Regions from separate parts of the Sus scrofa genome. Here regions 1 and 3 are each linked to region 2. The links are chromatin contacts, called in public HiChIP or PLAC-seq maps. All regions are on one chromosome and are shown on one strand. The core of a region is the stretch at or near the end of the contact, and the rest is flanking DNA. Distances in the headings are between cores, read along the strand shown.

Region 1 (3,277 bases), core at 414-2,913, 230 kb after region 2:
CCTTATCAGGGCTTTTTCTGTGCTCCTCTGTGGACTTTTTTGCTTTTAGTCATGTTTCTGCATATTTCTTGATAAATATATTTATAGTCAATTAATAATTGTTATTGTGAGTGGGATTTTTTTTTTCCATCATATTTTCAAGTTGGTTAGGCAAGTTGTTTAGGCAAGTATAGGAACTTAGGCTCAAGTTTCCAAATAGCTCCATTTGAACCAGAATTCTGGTTCTAGAAGTTTCTGAAGTAGATTTAAAGTTATTTTCTTCAAAATTTTGCCTAAAACGAAAATGAAATTTTAGAAAACTCAATTTCATAAGAAACTTGAGTCTTTGAGAACGTGTTTTTCAAAGTGAGATGTCTAAGACCAGGTTTTTAAAGGCTGCTGCTTTTGGGTGGACTGAGTATTTTTCCCAGTTTCCAGCAGATGTCAGTGTTTTACAAATGTATTAGCCTGGGTGGTGGTTTTATCTGCAGTTTCTTGCCTTTCTGTATCCTTTGGTCATTTAATTAGCATACCGGGGATTGTTTGAACTGGAAGGGATTTTGGAGATCATCTAGGTTGATCCTTTCATTTTGCAGATGAAGGAACAGGCCTCGATGGGAAACAACCCAGGTGTCCTTACTTCTAAAACACCCTCCCTCTAAAAGACTGTTAAAGATAGTCACCAAAATCACAGAGAAGAAAATATGTAGAGTCCAACATAGAAGCTATATTTTGGAGAAACGGAAGCAGATACTATTCAGTTTAGGTAGATTAATGTTTTAAAATTGCTTACAAACAAGATGTTAGATTCTTGGATTATAACAATAGTTGCGTGAAATGAACTGAAAGCAATTGTCTTTTGTTACCTGAATGTAGAGTTACTGGATGTGAAATTGACCTTGAATATAATGTCCTGTTCTTCCTACTGTAGATATAACATCAGGACTTGCATATGGCTAATAGGATAACTTCCAGCCTCCTCTCTGCACAGCCTAATTGGTTATGTTGGCGAGAAATAATATAAATCATTCAGTACACCTGTGTCAAAAATATCCTCCAAAAGTTTATAATCTTTCCCAATAAATATACCAAGTAATAAAAAAATATATATATATTTTTTTCCCTGCAAAATGAGGGTAAAGAAACCAGGTGAACCCTAAGGACAGCTTTAGGCCAAGTTATGAAGTGGGCAAAATGCCACTTCCAAGGAAATATCTTTCCTTTATTCAGCTGGCTCCCCCCATCAGTATCTGCCTATGGAAAAGATGTGGCCCATTTAATCTTCACTGCAGAGGTGGGACCTTCCAAGGGTACATATGCTGAGCACCTAGCCCTCTGACACCAGTACTCACTGGATTTTTTTTTTTTTTTTGTCTTTTTGTCTTTTCTAGGGCTGCTCCCGTGGCATATGGAGGTTCCCATGCTAGGGGTCTAATCAGAGCTGTAGCCGCTAGCCTACACCACAGCCACAGCAATGCCAGATCCGAGCCACGTCTGCGACCTACACCACAGCTCACGGCAATGCCAGATCCTTAACCCACTGAGCAAGGCCAGGGATCGAACCCGCAACCTCATGGTTCTTAGTCGGATTCTTTAACCACTGAGCCATGACAGGAAGTCCTACTCACTGGATTTTGGAGAAGTGAGTGCCTTGGTGGATTTATGCGAAGGCAAAGGAAGAAACCATGGGCTGAGTCTTTAAGATAGGATGGGACTTCTGTAAAGTTCAGAGACTCGAACTGTGGGACAAGAGTGTGAAGGCTAGAAAGGGAACTCGTGAGGGCAAGCGGTGAAAAGGGGATTATTTTTAGAGTCTCTGGTCAATGAAAGGCAGGTAAGATTGAGGGTAGATTTGGGCTGATTTGGTTTTAGACTTTCTGAGGTGGAAGTCACAGTATGAGCTGCTTTTCTAAAGATGTATTGTTTTAAAATAATAAGTTGCAAAAATAGTGCAGGGTGGGGCCAGTGTACCCTTTAGCCAGCTTCCCTTGATAATAACCTCTTAGGCAACTGTACCGCCATGTCAAAACCAGGATACTGACCTTGCACCATCTACCAGCCACATTCAGATTTCAGCCGTTTCCAGTCAGCTCATTTATGTGTATGGGTGTGCACATTTCTCTGCATTTTTATCACATCTATAGAGTTGTGGAACCACTGCAGCAATCAAAATGCAGAACAGTTTTATTACTACAAAGAAACTTTTTTGTTTTACCTTTTCTAAAGAGTTTTAAAAACTCTGAAGGAGGAGTTCCCGTCATGGTGCAGTGGTTAACGAATCCAACTAGGAACCATGAAGTTGCGGGTTCGATCCCTGCCCTTGCTCAGTGGGTTAACGATCCGGCGTTGCCATGAGCTGTGGTGTAGGTTGCAGACACAGCTCGGATCCCATGTTGCTGTGGCTCTGGTGAAGCCTGGCTGCTAGAGCTCCAATTAGACCCCTAGCCTGGGAACATCCATATGCCGTGGGAGCGGCCCAAGAAATGGCAAAAAGCCAAAAAAAAAAAAAAAAAAAAAAAAAAAAGCTCTGAAGGAAATCCAGTTTCCTCTTGGATAAGGAGAGATATAACTGTGGTGTCCAGAGTCCAGGGTCTTGTTTGTAGCCCTGAGACTTGGCTGATAAGGGCCCTCTCAGGAGTCCTTCTGATATATTATTGGCAGTATGTGGGAAGAGTAGGCAGTTTTGTAGCAAATTTTGTAAGGAACAAAACTGGTTAACTAAGAATATTCCACGTTGAATTTTTCTTTTTTTTTTTTTCTCTTTTGGCCGTATCCATGGGCATGCAGAGGTCCCCAGGGCCAGGGATTGACCCAAGCCACAGCTTCAACCTAAGCCTCTTCAGTGACAATGTAGGATCCTCCTTACACTTGCCAAGCCACAAGGGAAGTCCATGTAGAGCTGTTGGTTTTTTTTTTTTTTTTTAAATGGCAGAAAAGACCTAGTCACTTTTTTTTTCCCAGCATCCCAGATTCTCTATGATTTCCCTGCATGCCTTTGGAGTTGTGATTTTCCTGAAGGCTCGGCATGGGTTTCCTTCTCTTTCCTCTCAGAGGCCATCAAGGGGTTCCCTGGCTCACCCTGTAGAATTAAGTAGATTTCTTACCATGGCATTGGGCACCCTTCTCAACATGGTCTAAAGGTATCCTTCCAGCCATCTTGCTTTTCCTTCATTCATAAATCCTTCCAAAGAGAACCAATCCCTGGCCCTGAACAGACTCCATGCTTTTCCCCATCCGTGCCTTTGCTCACTGCATTTTTATTCATGACGCTCTGTCCCTGCCTTTCCATCCTGGCCCT
Region 2 (3,566 bases), core at 622-3,121:
CATCAGAGAGGTCCCCAAAAAGCTGAAGGAGCATGCTGGGGAAGTGGGGGATGGTGGGAAGGTGGGGACAGTGGGAAGGGGGACAGTGGGAAGGTGGGGAGAGTGAGAAGGTAGGAACAGTGGGAAGGGGGACAGTGGGAAGGTGAGGACTGTGGGAAAGTGGGGACAGTGGGAAGGTGGGGACAGTGGGAAGGTGGGAACAGGGGGAAGGTGGGGAGAGTGAGAAGGTGGGGACAGTGGGTAGGGGGACAGTGGGAAGGGGGACAGTGGGAAGGTGGGGACAGTGGGAAGGGGGACAATGGGAAGGTGGGGACAGTGGGAAGGGGGACAGTGGGAAGGTGGGGAGAGTGGGAAAGATGGGGACAGTGGGAAGGTGCAGACAGTGGGAAGGTCAGAGATGGGGGAAAAAGCAAGGCCCGTGGGAAAGGCCGGGGCAGCAGAAAGGGATGGTGGCCGGCAGGGACAGGCCCCAGCTGTGGAGGCAGATTCGACAGCCAGGCCAGAAGGTCGGCACCTTGGCCAAAAGCATTGTTTTCCCAAAGAGCAATATGTGAATCTAGTGGTACATGAGATAACATAGGGTGATTTGGTTTTAATAGCTCTCTTTCTTTTTAGGTTGAACTTGGTGGCAAGTGATACCAATGGGACATAAAGTTCCTTTTCTAAATACACTGTTAGAATTTTCAAATGGAAGCTGGAGTTCCCGCCGTGGTGCAGCGGAAACAAATCCGACTAGGAACCACGGGGTTGCGGGTTCGATCCCTAGCCTTGCTCAGTGGGTTAAGGATCCGGCATTACTGTGAGCTGTGGTGTAGGTTGCAGATGCGGCTCAGATCTGGCGCTGCTGTGGCTGTGGTGTAGGCCAGCAGCTGTAGCTCCAATTAGACCCCTAGCCTGGGAACCTCCATATGCCACAAGTGCAGCCCTAAAAATTTTAGCAAAAAAAAAAAAAAAAAAGTCTTCAAATGGAAGCTGCTTTTAGGCATTAAAGAAATAAGAGTTCAGAATTGGCAAGAGCCATGAGAGTTGCATGTAATGGTATTCAGGAAAGGCTGGCGTAAAGAGAGATGGAGCCCAGAGAGCCCTGGCAACGGTACAGGGGCGCCTGTGAACGGAGAGCTGGACCAGGGATGGAGCCTGGAGGGGACGAGCAGGGGGTGCAGCAGCAGGCTAGACAGTCCCCGTGGGGGTGGGCTGCAGAAGAAGGCACAGGTGGGGGCTCACCAAGGAGGGAAGAAGGGACATGTCTCAGCGACTGAACACAATGGCTGTGCAGGAGTGGTCAAGGAGGGAGCAAGGGGACAAGCATGAGAGGCCTGCGGGAGCTTCACGGGAAACTGGTCTGCAAGGACCTTGAGCACAGCTCCGTGAGACGGAGGCAGGGCTGAGGGGTGTCCAGGAACATGGGCGGGTGGCCTGGGTGAGGGAGCCTTGTGTGTTGGGGCGGGAGGGGTCGTGGGGGGAGGCCAAGAGCAAGGTAAGAAGCTCAGGGGAGGGGTGGGAGGAGGGGCAGAGGCTGAGCGCTCAGCTAGGGCTGCCCTCTGGGCTGTTGGAGCATCCTGGGACTCTGGGAGACATGGGGGAACAGGGACAGGTCATGTCAGAAGCCAGGGGGAGTGACTGCCTAGGAAGAGTAGGGGGATGCCGAGGCATCCACGCTGAAGAGGGCACAGGGCCACAGGCAACCACCAAGGTCACAGGGCACAGTGGTGAGACCACTGGCGGTGACCGGGTAAAGGCAGCTGCCAGGCTGCAATGGACTGAGGCATGAGGGCTGAGGCTGAGACGCCCCTGGATGGTGGCATGGGCACAGGAGGCTCTGGACCAGGACTCCTGGCTGCCTGACTCCACACTGCAATCTATCAGTTGGGCTCCAGGGGGCACCATTGCACAGAACACAACCTAGGGACCTGGGAAGTTGTGCCATGTGGTGATTCTGGCAGGGACCTCTTCTGCCAACTGGCCAGTTCTTATGGCCTCAGAGCATTCTGAAGTTTACAAAATTCCACGCTTTCCTCCAAGAACCATGCAGGGGGCACGGAAAGCACAAGGTAGAATGATTGATGCCATGCCTGCTTAGAGACCCCCAGCATGAGGCCATGATGGGGCACAGAGCTTACCCTCCAGACCCTCTCCATGCCTGGTGGGCAAACAGCCTCGGAGTCAGAGGGGCCTGGGTTTGGGACTTCCTGCACAGGGTATGCTTACCTGCTCTGGGTTGGGCACAGCAAAGGGCATGAGGGCATCCATGGGCACCACCCATGGGGATATGGTGGTTCCAAAACTCTTCCCGAGGAACGGCCCAAGAGGGACATACTCCCACTTCTGAATGTCTCGAGCTACAGGAGAAGGGCGGGGAAGGGCTTACAAACGCTGACCGGGTCTTGTACCAAGTCCCTCCTCGCCTTGACCGAGGGGCACAGATGCTCAGCACAGCCTCCCCCCACCCCTGGTGCTCGGGCCCCAACCAGGCTGGCAGCCCCAGGTTCAAGGACATAGGTGCTTTGAGGTCGCTGTGCCAGGTTGCAGCAAAGAGAAAGATGTCCCAAGGGCAGTCAGCACAGCTTCCCCTGAAGGGGCTGGAAGCTCATCCTTATACCTGAGGTGACACTTCCTGGGACTCGCGGCCCCATCTTCCTCTGTATATGGCCTCAGGGTTGACACAGGCTCAGAAACAGGGCTGCTTGTTTGAAATTTCAGCTCCACAACTAGCTGAAATCTCTGTGCCTCATTCCTCGCCTATAAAAGGGGAGTAATAATATGGCCCGATCCAAGCAGGGACTCAGGAGAAGAGTCCACGTGGGGTGTTCAGCACAGAGCCTGGAGCATAACAGCTCAGAAACGTTAGCTGGGACATCCAGTCTTATCCTTATTCAACTTACAAGAAACTTGGAGCTCAGAGCTGGGAAGTCTGTTTGATACCCAAGCCTGAGCTCTCAGCCACTGTACCACCTGCTGCCTTTGTCTGGCACCGGGCCCAGGCGACCATCCCTGGCATCTGTGAAAGTGTCCCAGGTACCCAGCCTTCCCCCAGAGCAGTGTGTGCACAGGAAACAGCTCCAGGAAGCCCAGCGCCCCATAATTACCACTCCAGTCGTTCATAAGGACCATTCCAAAAATGTGCTCGTGGGCCTTGGAGATGGGGATGGGCTCTCCAAGTCTGTTCCCAGGGCCTACAAAGAAAGCCTGACATGGGGGAAAGCTGATGAGAATCTGGCTCTGACCTGCTGCCCCAGGTCACTTCCCTGGAGGGCAAAGGTCAGGCAGTTCCAAACAGTAGCCGGGGACCTGGACAGCCACCGGGGCCTGGCAAGGCTACAAATCCACCATATTTCCAACATCCTAAAGGACCCCTGAGTGGACAGATAGCCACCCTGGGAAGCGGTGAGCAGCTGTATGCCAGTGCCTCCTGAGGCCCCCTCACGGCCCCTGAGCACCGGCCCCTGCATCGACCTCCTCCCACGCCTCTGCTCCTTCCCCTCCATCCCGTTCTCACTCTGCATTTTAAGCTTTGACAGCTACACAAGCCTTGTGTTTGTGTCATGAAAAATGAAAAGGCTGCCTCC
Region 3 (3,327 bases), core at 173-2,672, 160 kb after region 2:
CAGGAAGAGGTGCAGGCCTGTCCCGCAGAGGCTTTTCTTAGCCCCGGGGATGGGGTGGGGGCAGTAACTTCCACTGGGCTTGCCAGCCTAGCCAGGTTGGAAAAGGGGAGTGACTTCAAGTTCCCTCTGGTTGAGGGAAGAACTGAGCAGGTGACCCTGAACTATGAACAGTTCTCCTGCGAGCAGCCCCACAGCGAGGCTTCCTTAAAGCCCCTAAGTTGGCCAAAAACTTGAGTTTTCCCCTGTCTGTGACTCTTTGCTTTACATATGCGATAGTTCAAAACTTTTCAGAAATGGGAAGTGGGAACAGAAGGTTCTGGAAATCCCCCAAGCTTTTCTGATGTTGGAGCCACTGTGGAAGCTGTCTGGGGCAGGCACGGAGATGGGGATACGAAGGATGACAAAGGAAGGGAGTTTCCTTTGGAAGGTACCCTTTCTTCAGGCTGGTTACTTCTTGAGAAAGCCAGAAAACAAAGGTCATAGTGATGCTCAAATTCAATGGCGCCTCTATTAAAAAAAAAAAAAAAAAGATGTGCACCTTTTTTCAGTTTGAAAAATCTTAACATGCACAAGATTAAAGAGAATAGAGAACACACATGTCCCCCTCCCCCAGCTTCACAAATTTCCAACATTTTTTCCAGCTTGTTTCATCTCTCTCCCACCCCCCCACCTCCCTTTTTTTAGGAGTAGAAGCTGCTCAACTTATTTTAGGAGGCTAGTAAGCCCTTCTAATGATCTAAGATAAGGATCGAAGAGTTTAGGGAGCTTGGAGAGAATCTGGAAATGCCTTGGTCTGACTTTCTTAGCTTACAGGTGGAAAAACTGAGGCCCCAGTGTGGAAAATAGGCCCGGAAACCAGACCTGGGAACTCCCAGCATCAGGACTCTTAGCTCCAGGCGATGCAAAGCTACTGAATGTCACAGCAAAGTGTGTGGTGAAGGAGTAAAGGAGGGAACGTGTTAGGAGAAACCTGAACCAGAAAGACCCCAGAGTCACTAGAGCACATTGAAGCGGCTCAGAGGACGCAGAACTTTTGAGTTGGTGAAAGACCCTTATTTTGACTAGTGCATTTGATCCCCACAGCATCTATGCATGGCAGGTGTTATCATGATGAACCCGTAGGGAATTCTGGAAGGTGAAGGGATTTACCTTAGCGGCAGAGCTAGGACTAGCACCCGGGTCTCAGAATGTCTTTTCCAGCGCATGGCCTTACTCTCAGCTGGGCTGTGTTCCTGCTGGAAAGTGGGGTGCCATACAGCTGGGCCCCTGCTCTCTGGACCCTTGTGGCCTTGGACTCCCAAGCACTAATTACAGCTGTACCCTGAAAAAGAAAAACCACAGACACAGTGGCTTTGTGACGAGAGGAAATCTGGTCTGGTTTATAAGATCCGGTCACAGCTGACGCTGTTGTGACTTCCGACTCAGGCCAGGGTGCAGGGGTTTCCCCATGGAGCAGGAACCTCTTCCTGCCTCCTGGTGTGGTTCAAGGCAGCATAGGCAGAGTGAGGGGAAGAGTATTCCAGAAGCCTTGGGGCATGAAGGACGATAACGCTTGATCTTGGTCTGGACTGAGTCTTTTCCCTCCCTGTCCACTGGGCAGCGTCTTGAGGGGCAAGGAAGGGGCAGCACCGTGGCACTTTGGGTAAAGGGAGGACCCTTTCTGGGGATGAGGAAGCCAAGCTGGCCTTGTCCATATTGTGCTGAAAAATACTACATTCACTTGTGCTCGAAGCTGAACTTTCAAAGTCTTGCCAGCAAAGGAGGGGCTGCTGCTTCCCTACCCTGCTCTTAGCTGGGGGAGAGGGGGCAGTGGGGAGTGGGTGGAGGACCCCTTCATGAGGGTCAAAGTCCTATTTGAGGTCCTTTCAGGCTGCTCTTCTGGAGCAGGGAGGTGAGTAGTTCTCAAAACATACCTAATATTGCTATTATTTGATTGGGAGACATCTCTGATATTACAGATTCGGAGAGTGGCCAGGCTGGCTTTTTCCACTCTTGCCAGCTGGCTGCCGAACACAGAATATAGATTCTCCCTTCCTGTCTGCCTCAGGTCTAGATTGATATAACTGAAAAGTCCAGTAGTATAGCTGGTGCAGGTCTGGCTGGATCCAGGAGCTGGAATGCTGTCATCAAGACTCTGTCTCTCTGTAAAGCTCAAACAGCCTTTCTCCACTCATTCAAGTGTTCAGTCACCAAATATTGAAGGATTGCTCACTATGTTCCAGGTGCTGAAGTTACAGTGGTGAAAAGAGAGGCTTCTGCCCTCTGGATGCTTACGTCCTAGTGGGAAAGACAGACAATAGAAACATAAGCAAACAAATAAGTAAGAGCTATGAAGTAAATAAGGTGAGGAAGAGAACCATGCAAATACCTGGAGGAGAGGATTCCAAGTAGCGTGAAACCTCGAATACAGAGGCCCTGAGGGGCACGGTGGGTACCGTTGTGTACCAGGAAAAGCAAGATGACCAGTGTGGTCAGAGTGGGGTGAGCAATAGGAGGGAGGGCCGGAACTGGGTGGAAGGGGCCAGGGCCCAGACAGCCTGGCTCTTGTAGGTAGGGTAAAGTTTGAAATCTTTTTCCAGAGTTAAAGGAAGCCATAAGAGGGTTTCAAACAGGACATAATCATAAAATATAATACATAAGTATTTTAAATCATGACCCTACATAAAATGGGTAAAGTTCCAGCTTCTTAAAACAAACTATTTGGTAAATAAACTTTATTTTTTTAATAATGGTTTTTATTTTCTGATTATAGCTGGTTTGCAGTGTTCTGTCAATTTTCTGCTCTACAGCAAGGTGACCCAGTCACACATCCATGTATAGATTCTTTTTTCTCACCTTATCATGCTCCATCATCAGTGACTAGATAGAGTTCCCAGTGCTATACAGCAGGATCTTATTGTTATCCATTCCAAGGCAATAGTTTGCATCTACTAACCCCAAATTCCAAGTGGTAAATAGACATTAAAGTCTGCTGTGAAGTAATGAGGTTGATATCTTCCAATTTATATGGTTCAATTTGCCCAAAGTTAACCCAGTACTTAATTTTTTTTTTTTTTTTTTTTTTGTCTTTTTGCCATTTGGTGGGCCGCTCCCATGGCATATAGAGGTTCCCAGGCTAGGGGGCTAATTGGAGCTGTAGCCAGAGCCACAGCAACGCCAGATCCGAGCCGCATCTTCGACCTACACCACAGCTCATGGCAACGCTGGATCCTTAACACACTGAGCAAGGCCAGGGATTGAACCTGCAACCTCATGGTTCCTAGTTGGATTTGTTAACCACTGCGCCACAACAGGAACTCCCAGTACTTAATCTTTAGTTTGAGGGCT

The links. HiChIP or PLAC-seq counts read pairs in DNA pulled down with a chosen protein or histone mark.
Region 1: an H3K27ac HiChIP or PLAC-seq map of alveolar macrophages shows a contact between it and region 2. The contact joins two enhancer-like sites. A contact is called at or near these places in 1 of 47 Hi-C or Micro-C datasets (embryonic fibroblasts) and 1 of 2 datasets of contacts at active chromatin or transcription factors (alveolar macrophages).
Region 3: a contact with region 2 is called in an H3K27ac HiChIP or PLAC-seq map of alveolar macrophages. The contact joins two enhancer-like sites. A contact is called at or near these places in 1 of 47 Hi-C or Micro-C datasets (embryonic fibroblasts) and 1 of 2 datasets of contacts at active chromatin or transcription factors (alveolar macrophages).

What each region holds. Positions count from the first base shown.
Region 1 is chr7:48,838,302-48,841,578 of Sscrofa11.1, reverse strand. The region is part of intron 2 of LOC102167410 (5-formyltetrahydrofolate cyclo-ligase); the gene reads left to right. Among named protein-coding and RNA genes, the nearest start is that of BCL2A1, 58 kb to the left of the region's middle. Within about 2 kb of position 1,663, at least 1 of the 83 cell types and tissues checked has an H3K27ac peak or open chromatin away from gene starts, as enhancers often do. A contact at or near this core is called in alveolar macrophages, where this site is marked.
Region 2 is chr7:49,072,731-49,076,296 of Sscrofa11.1, reverse strand. It overlaps FAH (fumarylacetoacetase), which reads right to left. Exons shown (of 14, transcript XM_003356648.4): 8 at 3,087-3,186; 9 at 2,209-2,339. Among named protein-coding and RNA genes, the nearest start is that of TRNAK-UUU, 6.8 kb to the right of the region's middle. Within about 2 kb of position 1,871, at least 4 of the 83 cell types and tissues checked have an H3K27ac peak or open chromatin away from gene starts, as enhancers often do. A contact at or near this core is called in alveolar macrophages, where this site is marked.
Region 3 is chr7:48,914,121-48,917,447 of Sscrofa11.1, reverse strand. No RefSeq gene overlaps it. Among named protein-coding and RNA genes, the nearest start is that of BCL2A1, 18 kb to the right of the region's middle. Within about 2 kb of position 1,422, at least 13 of the 83 cell types and tissues checked have an H3K27ac peak or open chromatin away from gene starts, as enhancers often do. A contact at or near this core is called in alveolar macrophages, where this site is marked.